2 separate regions of the Anser cygnoides genome follow, and region 2 is linked to region 1. The links are chromatin contacts, called in public Hi-C maps. All regions are on one chromosome and are shown on one strand. Each heading gives the region's core, a stretch centred on a gene start, on an enhancer-like site or on the middle of the called end of the contact. The rest is flanking DNA. Distances are from core to core; before and after follow the strand shown.

Evidence for each region. Hi-C and Micro-C count contacts between places; a contact is called where the count stands out from the background.
Region 2: a Hi-C map of liver shows a contact between it and region 1, with 13 times the contacts expected there. The contact joins the promoter of SMAD7 here to the enhancer-like site in region 1. A contact is called at or near these places in 2 of 7 Hi-C or Micro-C datasets (both in liver).

Annotation. Positions count from the first base shown.
Region 1 is chrZ:59,407,048-59,413,673 of Taihu_goose_T2T_genome, forward strand. No RefSeq gene overlaps it. Among named protein-coding and RNA genes, the nearest start is that of SMAD7, 40 kb to the right of the region's middle. Within about 2 kb of position 3,279, at least 1 of the 3 cell types and tissues checked has open chromatin away from gene starts, as enhancers often do. A contact at or near this core is called in liver, where this site is marked.
Region 2 is chrZ:59,445,780-59,452,405 of Taihu_goose_T2T_genome, forward strand. It overlaps SMAD7 (SMAD family member 7), which reads right to left and starts at 4,247. Exons shown (of 4, transcript XM_066988836.1): 1 at 3,921-4,247; 2 at 2,469-3,723; 3 at 1,586-1,639. The coding sequence starts at 2,955.

The sequences.
Region 1 (6,626 bases), core at 2,029-4,528:
CCCATCAAGCGTTCCCGGGAAACGTTTCTGCTCCGTGAAAGGGGCACCGGGAGCACGGCCTGATCCCGACCAGCACTCCCTACCCCTGCCTGGATAACAGCCCCCGAATCCTCCCCCGCAGGAGGGGAGATCTCCTGCTGCCCGTCCATGCCCTGCACGTCCCGGCGGTTACCCAAAATTAGCGAGAAGTGCTCCCCGCCAGCTCAGACTGCACTTCTGAAATCGCTTTTTTGAGATTTGTAGATTTTGGGCTCAAAAAGGGAGCCTGCGAGAGCCCCATTTCGGGAAAGCAGAGGTTGGAGGAGGAGGGGGCGGGGGGCAGGGAGGATTAAAGGTGTGTCGGGAGATGGGTTACAAAAACCTGTCTGCTGGTAATTACACGTGTTGCGTTGTGAAAAACTGGTTTGAGGGCAAATGCTCTAAAATATTGCTCTGGGGAGAGAAAGGCAGCAAAGGTTGTGAAACACAGCTCGCGTATTGTTTTACAGCTAAGGTAACTTCTGTCCCCAGGGCTGTGTTTTACAGCGACTGCAAGAAATCAAACCCCAGCTCGCAGGCCTGGGCTGCAGTTCTTGTGGAGCACTAGCACGCGGCATGCTTGGTACCGTCGGAAAATCAGGTTTTGGGACGATTTCCTGAGATCAATGCAGTCTTATTTTTGGGGAGACAGGGAAAAGCATTTGGGAGAGTGGCTGCATAGCATGTGGAGGTTGCCTCATGGCTGCTGTTTCTGTAGTCACAGCACAGACACACTGCATGTCCTTTATCCAAATGTATGTTTATTCTGCATGTTCCTTATCCAAAACTGCCCTGCTGCTGCTCCTGTGAGCACCTTTACAAGCGGTGCTGCCGGGGCTTACGGGTCTCGCAGGGGCTAATCCTAAATAACCCTTAGGTTTGACTTTTCAGCCCCATTTACCCGTTTATTCCCCGTTTGCTCCCTGTCCTGTAACTTAAATCCGTATTTGCTCTGCCCCGTGTTTCCAAACAGCACGAGCCTGTCCCCTCCCAGCTCCATGCTGGCACCTTTGGCCACCACAGCTCCTGCTGTCCCTTTTGCCAGCCAAGGACATCTCGGGGACCACGAGCTGCCCTGTGCTAGTCTCTTTTCACCCATGCTCTTTTGGGGGGACAAGCAACCATCCCTGGTCCCCATATTTCCGATCTAGCACCCTGCACAAGAGCTTTCTCCCATTTTAATGCTTGCTGCTGGTGCAAACACCTTGCCTGGGGCGTGCTGGGTTTGCGTCCCCTCCTCTCCACCTATTTGTCCCCACGGTGCTGGACCAAATGGAGCAAAGAAAAAAAAAAATAAAAATAAAACCAGGGAGGCTGGGTGAGGGCACATCTGACCGAGGTGTCTCCTGGAGACCTGGCACAGCCCAGGGTGGCCCTGCTGGACACAGCAGGGGACAATCAGCCCCACACGAAGGAGATGCTCCCGTGGGTGGCCGGGATGCTCGCTGTCCCCTCTGGGCGCCCTGTCTGGTGGTGGGGTTTTGGGGACAGGGGGTGCTGGCGGAGGGGAGCCAGCCCCAGGACTCTCTGTCCCGCACGGCGCCGCGCCGGAGCCTGCTTTCTGGTGGGAACCGCCGGGACAGAATTAGAAGTAGGCTGAACTTTATCTACAACGTGAACTGAGTCTGAACCCGGCCCTGTTTTGCTTTGGTTTTTCCAAGGTCAAAGGAGTTCATGGGGAGAGAGGCAAGGGCGGAGGGCGGGGGGGGGGGGCACTGGATTTTTTTAACTTCTTTCTGTGAGTTTGCTGGCGTTGGCAGCCTCATCCGCAGGGAAATGCTGGAGGGTCATGGGAGAAGCTCTCCTCGCAGCGTTTCCATCCAGTGGCACTCGACCAGACCTCAGAGCCCCGGAGAGAGCAGCCCTGCAGCACCTCAGCCACGCATCTCCCTGGCCCCCTTCTCTCTTTCAACGCACGAAAGACAAGCAGCCCACCTCCCTGTGCCTTCAAATCCAAAAGCAAACCTAATACAATGAGCGCTGATGTGCCACATCCGTGAAGCCATCTCCAGGCCAGCCTGGGATGGTGATGTGGTGGCTCGAACACACATTTATTTCGCGTTGGACATCTGCTCTGCGGCTTCCCAGCCCTTCCCCATCCCGCCCCAAGCTCAGCCTGCATCTGGCCCAGCCCAGGGAGGACAAAGGGGAAAAGCGGAGAGGTTTTGGTGGTTTTTATGGTGGATAGCACACCGCGCAGTGCTCGAATACCTCGTGCTGCAGGTGGGGGTTTCCCTGCCAGCCCCGTCGGAGGGCTGGCCAGCGAGGCATTGCCCCCGGTGCAATGGGATTGCTCCCGGCACTTCCCACCCAGCCGGTCTTCTCTTCTGGGACCGGACGTGAGGCTTCACCGCCTGGCTGCTTCACCTCCTCGCTTACTCAAGAGTTGTTAGAAACCTTAGCAAAGCGCTCTAATTTTAACAAAGATGCCTCCAAGATCACTGACAAATTTAGGGAATGCACGGGGCAGACTCATTTCCTGGAACGGGAGCTACTGGAGAAAAAGTCCCTCTAGGCCGGCTCCTAACTATGACACATTTGATAGCCATTCAAGGACTACTGGGAAACGTGTAATTTGTCTCCGTGAGGCTTCAGACAGAGTTTCATCATCAAGTCTGACTGCTGCGTGAAACAAAAACTGCTAGCATCCACGAGCAGCCGTATAACCTCTTTCATTTCCATAGGATGTGTCATGAGGGTTATTTCTTTTTCCTGACCCGTTGCGGCGGCAGGACAGTATTTTATGCAGGGGATGCAGGGTGCCCTCATGCCCCCAGCGCCGTGTCTCTGCCCCACCTCTCCGGCCGCCCCGTGCCGTCCCGCGAGGGCTGGTGGCACAACCCCACGGCGCGCCCCAGGTGCCGGCCCCCGTTATCAATGAACTTTGGCTCCTCGAACCGTGGAAAACCCGCGGTGCCAGGGCGATAGGTGCCGGCGCCCCGCGGATCGGATTGCCCCGGGGGATTTGCTGGGAGTCCCATGACGCGGCTGGAAGGGAGCCCAGACGGCCGGGCACCGCCGCAGGGCGCTCGGCCGGGGTCCCCGGAGGACAGCCGGTGGCCTCCGTCCCCTGCTGCCACCCTCTGCGTGACAAACCCCAGCCCCACGTCAGCCCCGGGGCTCACCGGGGGAGCGATTCGCAACGCTGCGGTGTGGGACCGCTGGTGCGCGGGGCGAGGGTGGCTGGTGTCGGGTTTGCCCCCGCAGAGCCCACCCCGTGTGCCTCGACGCCCCGTGCCTGCATCGCCCACCCACGGGCGGCCACCTCGCCCTGCAGCCTCGGGGTGGCGTGGGACGGGTCCCTCGCTCCCTTTTCCAGCCCTGACCCACTTTCTCATGCTGCTCCCCCTCCCAGGAGCTGCAGCTTGCAGGCATTGCCCGGCGGGGTCATCCCAGGTCCTCGTGTCCCTCGCTGCTTTGTTTCGCCTGCGAGGTGCCGGGTGGGATCGCGGAGCTGCTTCCCGGGCGGCTTTGTGGGCAGGCTGGGAGCCCCCAGGGAGCCCCTGCTCCATTTTGAGCCGCCCAGCCCCGCTCCTGAGACATGCAATCCCACCCTGATTCCTCCTGGAAGCAGATAAGGTGGAGGAAGGAGATAAGACGGCGGCTGCCCCCCCGGCAGGGCCAGAAGCCCCCGTGCAGATGTGGAGGAGGGATTGTGGTGTGGGGTCGGCACAGCCACCTGCATCCCACAGGGAATTCCTGCCCACATCCCACTGCCTGCCTGCTCACCCAGATCCCCCCCTTTCCCCTCTGCCAGGGAAATCCTGGATTTATTTGCTTGTTTTTTGGTGGCTGAGGGGCCCCCGCACCCAGATCCTGCCTGCGCTGCGAGCAGAGCTGGGTGCAGAACAGGGTCCCAGAGCAGCGGCTGGTCTGGGAACGGGACTGCAGAGCTGCCAAAGGTTTGTGCCAAAGGTGATTTTATGGGGCAGTGGCAAGCAGCACGCCCTGGCCTTAGTGGTGGGCAGCGGATATGGCAGTGGGCTGGAAACAGCTGGGTTTGGGGTCACCGACGTAGGTGGAGCGGATGCCACCAAAAATGCTGGTGAAGATGTGGATAGCTGTACTTCAGTGCGTATCAAATGGCCCGAAGTAAAATCCACAGGGGAGGAAATGGAGCTCTGACGGAAAACCAGGCAGACATCTCCACTGCAGACGCACCTTTCAAGCAGGAAACAAACAAACAAACAAGTTTCAAAATCCCTTTTTGCCCTCAAAACGTTTTTATCAGGCATGCAGTGCGCGCACAGCGACTTGCTGCTCTGCCACAAAGATCCCAGGGCTCCCCGCGGTCCTGTGGCTGTTTGCCCTTAGCACAACCACCCCTACCTCTGCAAAGCCATACAGAGCGGGCGGATAGCTGGGCAACAGCTGCTACGTTCTGTAGCAGTAATTCTGCAATAATAATAGGAATTTAAGATGTATTGAATAACACTGACCCCCGTAAGTAATATGTAATAAATGACAGATAATGATTTAGTAATAAAGGTGGTGAACTAGTAATAGAGGAAGTCTGGAAGACAATTTGTAAAGTGCTCAGAAAATTAAAAGATATCCCAGAGTTTGAAGGACCTGGGGTTGTTTAGTCTAGAGAAGAAAAAAAACAGAGAGGGAACACAGTAAATCCTAAAATGTAGCCACCAAGAGAAAGGAAATAAACCCTTCATAATCACAAAGGAAGGACCAAGAAGTCAGAGGCTTCGGCTGCAGGAAGGAAGATGCAGCCTGGGTGACAGAGGGCAACTTGCCAGTGCAGGGGATAATTAAGGCTTGGAAAAATTGTCTGAAAAAAAATAGTTTCACATGAGATTTTCAAGAAGAGGTTGGAAAAATGCCTGTCACCAGGGGTTTTTTTAAAGACAGCTGAATTGCCCTTTGGTTTAGGGGTGGACTTGCTGATTTTTGGTGCTCTCTTCCAATCCCATTTTCTAGTATTGGTTCATTTTTCTTCCTTCATCGGGTTGAATTTTGATTTTGAGGACATTTTTCTTCCTTGTCTGCATGCCCATCATCCTGCAGGGCAGCGTTCTGCTCCGGCAGCAAGGCTAACAGATCTCCGAAGGACACAGATGCCGCACATGCAGCGGGCAAAAACACGAGATAGAGATTACTAACTAAAAAAAGACGGGGATTTTACAGACATTATTCCAGCTATTTGACGTCCGTGCAGAACAGATGGGAGCCGAGTTCCTCAAATGTCTGTCAAAGAGACGTGCGCAGGAACAACCCTGGGCACGGAGGGCAAAGAATTGTTTTTGTGAGCTGCTCTATGCCCACCGATAGCGCGGGCTCTGACATTCCTGCCACAGATAAAGACCAGTATAAGTGAGATAAATCCTGTCTAAATCCTTTTCATGTTCCTCAGGCTTGCGCTCCAAGGACAGACAGGATGATAGCGAGATGGTGAGGAAGAAGAAGCCTTGGTGTGCAGAGAGCTCTTCGCGTTTCGGAGCTCTTTACGGAGGAGGCGCGTGGCACGGAGAAACCCCACAAACAAAGCTGGGTCTGGAGAGCCTCAGCTTGGGAAGGTCTCAAAAATGAATGAGGTTTTAAGGAGGGGCTACGAGACGAGGGTGAGCAGGGAGCGGTTTGGAGGAATTTTAATTAACATCAGCATTTGCAATGTTATTTAATAAGGTCCAAAAACATCTGAGAACAATGAAAGCTGAAACCAGCATCCCACATTTCACGGAGCAGAGGCTAGGGTAGAGGGATTGGCTTCCCCGGGGGGAAGAGGGCACCTGAAGGAGTGGAAGCTCCTGAGGAAAGAAGAGCTCTGGGCAGGAACATGTTCTGGGAGATCGTCAGGTCGGGGGTGGAGGAAGGACCCCAGCATCCCGTGGTGGGAGATGCCCCACGCGTGCTGTGGGTCCTGCACCAGCCCCTGGGGCTGTGCATGGTGTAGGGCCACATGAGGTGGTGTTTAGGGAGGTGGGGCGCCAGCAGTATCAGAAACCCCAGTCCTTTTGGGACCCAGACGTCCCCTGCAGACACACCAGGTGCTCCCAGGGTCTGCTGTCTGCATTAAGCACCTTGCAGAAGCAGCTGAGACTTGAATATGCAAAGGGATACGAGTTCCTTTTTTGCAATTCAGGCACGGAATGGAGCAAGCTGAACCTGGCGAGGGCAGGGGGGAGAGAGATGGGATGGCCACCGGGCCACCGGGCCGCCGGCAGCAGCGGTGCGGGGACAGCGGCCGCGCACCATGCTTGGTGCCACGGGACCCCATCAGCCTCCCTCCAGCAGCTGCACACCCCAGGACCCTGGCGGACGTTTGGCCCCATCAGAAAGGGCAGCAGGGACCAGAGCGGGTTCCTGCAGCCCAAATAACACCGACCACAGGAGCAGGAGGGAAGGGCCAGGCCGGGCTGTGCGCGGCACGCAGCGCGCCGGCCTCGTCTGCTCAGGCGCTCCCCGTGCCTGGGCTTGTCGATGGGGTTGTTCGGAGCGATGACATAATTACGGTTTCTATCACAGATTAATAAGAAGTGGTTTTCAGCGATCTCGGAGGCATGCCTGAACTGGAAGGGCATTTCGCCTCCCCGCCGCGTGGAGCCGAGGGTGCCGTGCCCTCTTTGAGTCTCCTGGCGTGGCGGTCTCACCAAGCA
Region 2 (6,626 bases), core at 2,997-5,496, 40 kb after region 1:
AAATCTAAACACCGCATGCTTTGGGGCGAGCACCCTATTGTCCAGCCACCATGCAGGTGAAATAATGACAATTTTGCCCAAACCCACCAATCTTTGAGACCCTCAGCATGTCACGGCACAACCCTTCCGCAACCCAGCAGCGAGCAGCACATGCTCGGGATGCTCAGCCTCCTCCCGATGCCCTCGTTCATTCATCAGCCTTTATCTCGTGTTTTTTCATGCTGAGGCAAAATATTTCATGCTTTGCAACCCAATTATTTGCTAAACAGCATTGCTTATTTCCACATGGCATGGAGAGGCTTGTTATTGTTTCTAAGAGCTTGCAGAGGGGAAAAGCCCACAGCGTTACAACGTCCTGCCTCGCTGTGCTCCAACGGAGCGCTGGGCAAGATGGGACCCTACCATGGTACCCCAGACATCAGCAGGCACCCCAGGTTTAGGGTTCCTCCTTTCCTTCCTTTTTTAAGAACCGACTGCGGGCAGCCTGAAAAGACTGACTCCACCGAGGCAGTCCCATGGGACTCGTCCAGACTCCAGCGGCAGCCAGTCCCGAGAAACTGCAGAGCAGCAATTTTAGGAAAACTGCTCTTCTGGCAGAAAGAAAAAAAAAAAAAAGGAGACCCAGAGCCGGTCTGCAGAAACACATCTATCTTGGACTCCCTGCCCTGCCGTCCCCCGGCTGCCCAGCGTGACAGGGGGGGCACCGTCCCAAAGACACCGCGCTCCAGATCCGCTAATCCCCGGGGAGACAGCAGCTGCCCCTGCCCGGCTTCACCCCGCTTCCGACTCTCCCCACCTCTCCTCCTGCCTTGTGCCAGCCCTATTTATCTAACACCGGCGAGCTCGCTGCCAGCCGAGAGTTTATGCAGACAACCGCAAAAGAGCTGGTGCCAGCCTCAAATGGGCTTCTCCCCTGGCACCCTGACATTCAGTTACAAGCAACAGGCATAAAAAACGGTGCTAAAAGAAAATACTCACTTTTTGACACGCACACCCGCCCCCCCCCCCCCCCTTCCTAATTTCCTCAGCCTGACAACATGGGATTAGGCTCCCTTAAAACACAGCAAGATTTCCGCCAAGCCCAGTTGTCAGGTCTCATTTGGGCTCCCAGCCGTCAAGGAGCTGCTTGCCGGAGCTGCACTGTTTCCCAAATTCCTACAAAACCCAGGCAGGCGCAGGAGCGAGCTGCACAACTGCCATTATTACCAGCATGAACCCCCCGTGGCCGGGCACGACACCCGTGGGGCTGCTGACCAGGAGAAGCCGGCAGCAGCCCCAGCCTCGCGTTTTTCCCGGCACAGCCTTCCCAAAACACTCGCTCCAGAGGCCAGCCCCAGGGCCTGAGCTGCACCACGATCCCTCCTCGAGTTTCCTGGCAGAGTTGTAAAATCAGACTTTGTGCAACGCCTCTCTTAGACAGATTACACCTCGATTCTTCCGGGGGGGGGGGGATCGGAAGGCGCCCCGGCACCCAAGCAGCCCAAAAGCGAAATGCATCAGTGTAACAAAGACATTTTCCCTGAGAAAGGGCTGTTCTCCCTTTTTATCTGAAGGCAGCAGCCTGCATTTAAAAAGGTCCACTTACCCGTTGGTTTGAGAAAATCCATTGGATATCTGGAGTAGGGTGGAGGGGGAGACTCTGGAATTAGAAAAGTACAGAGAAAATAAAGGCAGAGCCATGAGAAAGAAAAAAAAAAAAAAAGATAGGAACTTATGATAACAGTGGCATTCTTTTAGCAAAACTGTTTGTCTTAGCTCTGGGGGTTGGAGGCAGGGCAGCGAGGCGGTGATTGCCTTGATATTTAGCTGTCAGATAAACAAAAGGGGCCGTCTGGCGCCAGTCTCCCTGCTATCTGCCGCTCGGGCTGTCTGATCGGGGCCTCCTTGGCTCGCCGGAGCCGCGGCAGCGCTGGGGCCGGCCGGCTGCGCCAGGCGGCCCCTAATCCCCCGGCACCGCGCGGGGCGGCGGGCAGGCAGCGCCGGGGGGGGGGGGTCCCGCCCCCTCCCCAAATCCGGAAAAAAAAAAAAAAAGAAAGAAAGAAAAATAAAATGCCGCGTTGCCCAGTTAGTTGTGTGTGTGTGTTTTGTTTTGTTTTGTTTTTTAAGGGGGGGTGTTCGGGCAGGGAGGGCGTGTGGCTGCATCGTTGTCCACATCCCCGTCCCCAACCCAATCCCCATCCCTATTCCTACCCTATCCCTACGCCCTGTCCCCCATACTATTCCTATACCGATCCCCATCCTTGACCCCATTCCCTACCCCATCCCAATCCCCACCCGTGTCTCCATCCCCAACCCCATCCCCATCCCAACCCCCTTCTCCATCCCAATCCCCTTCTCCATCCCAACCCCCTTCTCCATCCCAATCCCCTTCTCCATCCCAATCCCCATCCCCATCCCCATCCAATCCCCATCCCACCCTCACCCCCATCCCCATCCCCATCCCCATCCCACCCCATCCCGTCCCGCACCTAGCTCGCAGAGCCGGCTGAGGTGGTGCGGGTTGCAGCAGACGAGCTCGGGGTGCGCCTTGCCGTACGACTCGCAGCAGCACAACCTCTTGACTTCGGAGCAGTGCCGGAGGTCGGGCCAGCGGAACACCTTGCAGAGCAGCACGGGCAGCGGGTACCAGTGCTGGCCCAGCCGCGAGTCGCCCTTGGCGGGCAGCAGCAGGCAGGGGGTGCGCGCCCCTCCGCGGGACTCCACGGCGTGCAGCAGCCCCTCCAGCTGCCGCTCCTTCAGCCGCTTCAGCACGGCGTGGGTCAGCGCCTTCAATTCCGCCTCCGCGGCCGCCCGGCCGCCCCTGCCCGCTTTGCCGGGGCAGCACCCGCGCCCCCCGCCGCCGGCATGCGCCCGGCCCTCGGCCGCCCCGCCGGGCTCGCCCGCCTCCTCCTCGCCGCCGGGGGCACGGCTCCGCCAGAGCCGCCGGACGAGCAGCGAGCGTTTGGTCCTGAACATGCGGGACGAGAGGAGGGGCCCCCGGCTACAAAACGGGCATGTCGGCCGCCGCGCATGAAGGGGCCGGCAGCCGGGTCGCGGCGGGGGGAAAGCGGCGGCGGCGGGGCCGAGGAGGGCTGTGGCATGCGCCAGGCTCCGCGCTGGCTTCCTCCGCCGCCCGCCGCGAAGGGTGCGAGGAAAAGGGGGCAATAAGCGGAGGAAGAGCGAGGGAACCAGGGGAGGGGGGAGCCGCCTCTCTGTCTCGCTTCGCCCCCCGGAGAAAAAAGGAAAGAGGGCGAAAATGCCGCCTAGAGCGCGGCGCCGCGGCGCATCGCGCGGGGGGAGGCGGGCTGGGCTGGCCGGCGCCGCGCAGCCCTGCGCGGCTGCGGAGCGCGCCTGGAGCCGCGGGGGATCCTCGGCCTCCCCGGGGCCGCGGCTCCCATCAAGCCGCCAGTTTGGGAAGGGAGGGGGGCGGCGGGGATGCGACGCGGGGCAGAACGAAGGAATTAAAAAGAAAACAGCGAGCCCAAACGGTGGAGATCAAAAAAAAAAGAAAAAAAAAAAGGAAAAATAAAAATTAACAACAACAACAAAAAAAAACAACCACCGACCCTAAGATTCGGCCGTCGGAATCGATTTAAGCATCTGTCACAAAAGAGAAGAATAAGCGCATCCAGAGTGTTGTATCCCTTTTGAAAGCCCAGGTCGTCCTGATGCGGGGTTTGGGGTTTTCCTCCTTCTTCCCAAAGGCTTTAATCCACACGCACACACAGAGTCTTGATCCGGCTGCTACGAAAAGAAAGAAAGAAGAAGAAAAAAAAAAAAAAAAAGTGGGGCTGTGTCCCTCCTTCCCCAGCAGCGTGCTGCCGGCGGCGAGAGCCGGGCGGCGCTGCCCGCCCCCCGCTCCGCTCCGCTCCCCTCCGCGCTGCTCCGCGGGCACCGGGGGGGCCGCTGCCACCCGCCGCCTCCCCCGGCGCCGTGCTTACATGGGGACCCTCTCCGTGCTGCCGGCGCGTCTGGCTCTTTCTTTTTATTATTATTATTATTATTCTTTTTTTTTTTCCTCCTCTCTCCTCCTTCCTTCCTTCCTTCCCCTCCTCCTTCTCCTCCTCCTCCTGCTTCTTTTTTTTTTTTTTTTTTTTGTTTCTTTTTTTTCCTCCTTTTTTTCCTCTTCCCTCCGCTGGCTGCAAAGAGGCGCCCTCCCCGCACCAGCGCCTCCGTCTTCCCTTGCTGCGGGGGAGCCCCGGCGGCGCGGAGCCGGGCGCGGCGGAGCGGAGCCGGGAGCGGCGGTGCCTGCGCGCTCGGCCGCGCCCGCCCCCCCGGTGCCCCCCCCTCCGGCGCCTTCGCAGTGCGCAGCGGCACGGCCCCGGCCCGGCCCGGCCCGGCCCCGGCCCCATCACGTGGGCGTCTAGACACCGTGTCGCTCCGGGAGAGGAAAAAAAAAAAAAAATTATATATTTATATATATATATATATATTTATCTCCGACCGCCTTGCGCAAGCGGCGGCTCGGGTTGCCGAAAGGTTGTGGCTGTGTCGCGCCCCCCCCCGCCGCTTCTGTGCCTCTAGGATGATGCAGCCCCCCTCCCTGCATAGGGAAATTGGGGGTCCCCGAGGGGTCGCCCTGCAGCAGCCCCCCGTCGGCACACAGCCTGGGGGAGCCCCTGAAGGCTGGGTGTGCTCCAGACACTGTAAACGTTGGAGCATGAAAAGCAAGCCATAAAAAAATATATATATATATATATATTTACATCTATGATCCTGGGCATCGGAAGGGGGCACAGCACGAAAAGCAATAATGCTAATAATACTTTGCACTTTTACAGCACCTGTCGCCAGAGGAAGGGAAAGTATTCCGTAGTGGGTGAGTATGTTCCAGTTCCCACAAAATGAGGGGCAGGAATTAATAGCACGTAGCACGCTGATTATTCCTGCCGCCGGGATGGCTTGCAGGACTCATTTCTGGCAGCCAGGGGTACTCCACAGAGCCCCCGTCCTAATTCTGCCTGCAGGAACCTGCCCAGGATGGGGAAACTGAGACACCAAGAGGCTGCGAGGCTCGCACCACCCTGCCCTGCTGGAAGGGAGCTGGGGAGCCCGGCCGGGCCTCGCAGTGCCCCACACCACGAGCCCCCAGCCCCACGCACGAGGAGCTCCCTTTTCGTGTAATAAGCGCTGGTGGATGAGTTGCTTCAGGTCGCGCAGTAAGTCAGTTACCGCACTGGAAGTAGGAGCCGAGACTCTTAAATCATGGCTGCTGTAAGCAAATCCAATTCTAAAACAATTGCGCCCAACCAAACAAGACAACAGACATCAAGCGCAGGGGACGCAGAAGCTCCGCACGCCGTGCAGGCAGGGTATTCCCAGGGCTGCCGCTGCTGGATGCCTGCCTTTGGCGCACGCAGGAGCACGGGGATAATTGTAGAGCCCGGTCCTGCCCCAGAAGGCCAGTGAGACTCCGAGGGGGCCTGCAACTGCTCGTGGCATTTGCGGAATCTGGATCTGAACTAGTTAGAAAGGGTCTGGATTTGGGGGCAGCCTTACTAAATGGTAACAAAATTATACCTACCCAGGCCTAAAATCTACTCACTTTTATGATAAATAATAATAAAATCTTGTGGAGGGGAAGGACATCATTTGCTGGCCTCTAAAACAAAAATTGGGGAAGGTTTTTTATTAAAGCAGAGGCCGAGGAAGCGGATGGACTCCTAACTCCACCTCCCAGTACTTAATGGGCAAAGTAAATCCCGTCACTTTTTAAATGGTCGTTTCAAAGTCCCGAGAAATGGAAATCAGACAGCAGTTTGACATCTCGTTCATCAGTTGTTTTTCCCAAGAGCACTGCAGTCCCCTTTTCACTGCGATGCCTATGGTAAAGTGCTGTGATAGAGGACAACTGGTTCCTGTCCATTCCTGTGTCCGCCGGTGGAACACACACTGGACGTGCCCGTTAATAGGTGCATTACACTTTTTAATTTTTTAAAACTTTCCAAGCTGTTATGAATGAGATGGATTTCTTCAGGGTGTTTTTCCCTCCGCATTTCCGCTTGCCTTGCTGACGACTTGATGACTGTGATTACTTTATAGTCATGAGCAGAGTGACAAAGAGCACACCGTGACGCACGCAGCGAAGGGACAGGGGACAGAAACGGGGTCCAGGAGTCATCTGGGGGCCCCGCCAGAGGTTCCCTGTGTGACCTGGGGCACATCCCTCTCCCGTCAGCGGGGACCTGGGCTTCCACACCTTGGGTCCGTGCAGTGGGCCAGCAGCACTCGTCTGTGCAAAGTACCTTGAGCTCTGCAGGTGAAAATTACTGTGCAAGTGATAAATATTAAATAACTGGTAAAAAGTGTTTTCTAATTGACCCTGCAGGCCCCTTTAAACAGGCCGGGTGTATGTGTCTGTATGGAAAATATAGAAATAGGCATATTGAAGCTGATGAAAATGAGCAGGTTAGCTGGGCTGGGAGCCCCTGTGAGAAGTGGGTGAACCCACACCTGTGTGTCTGTCGGTGCTCACTGGCAGGTGAGGGAATAAAACCCGCATCCCTCATCCAAAACGCATCCGTGCATGATCCCGCCCAGCCCACGCTCCCCGTTTCGAGACCCCATTCCTCTGTAGGCTTCTGGGGACCCTTCCCGAGCCCGGCTGCCTTTGAAGAGCTAGGGGTGCACGATAAACCCGAGTCGAT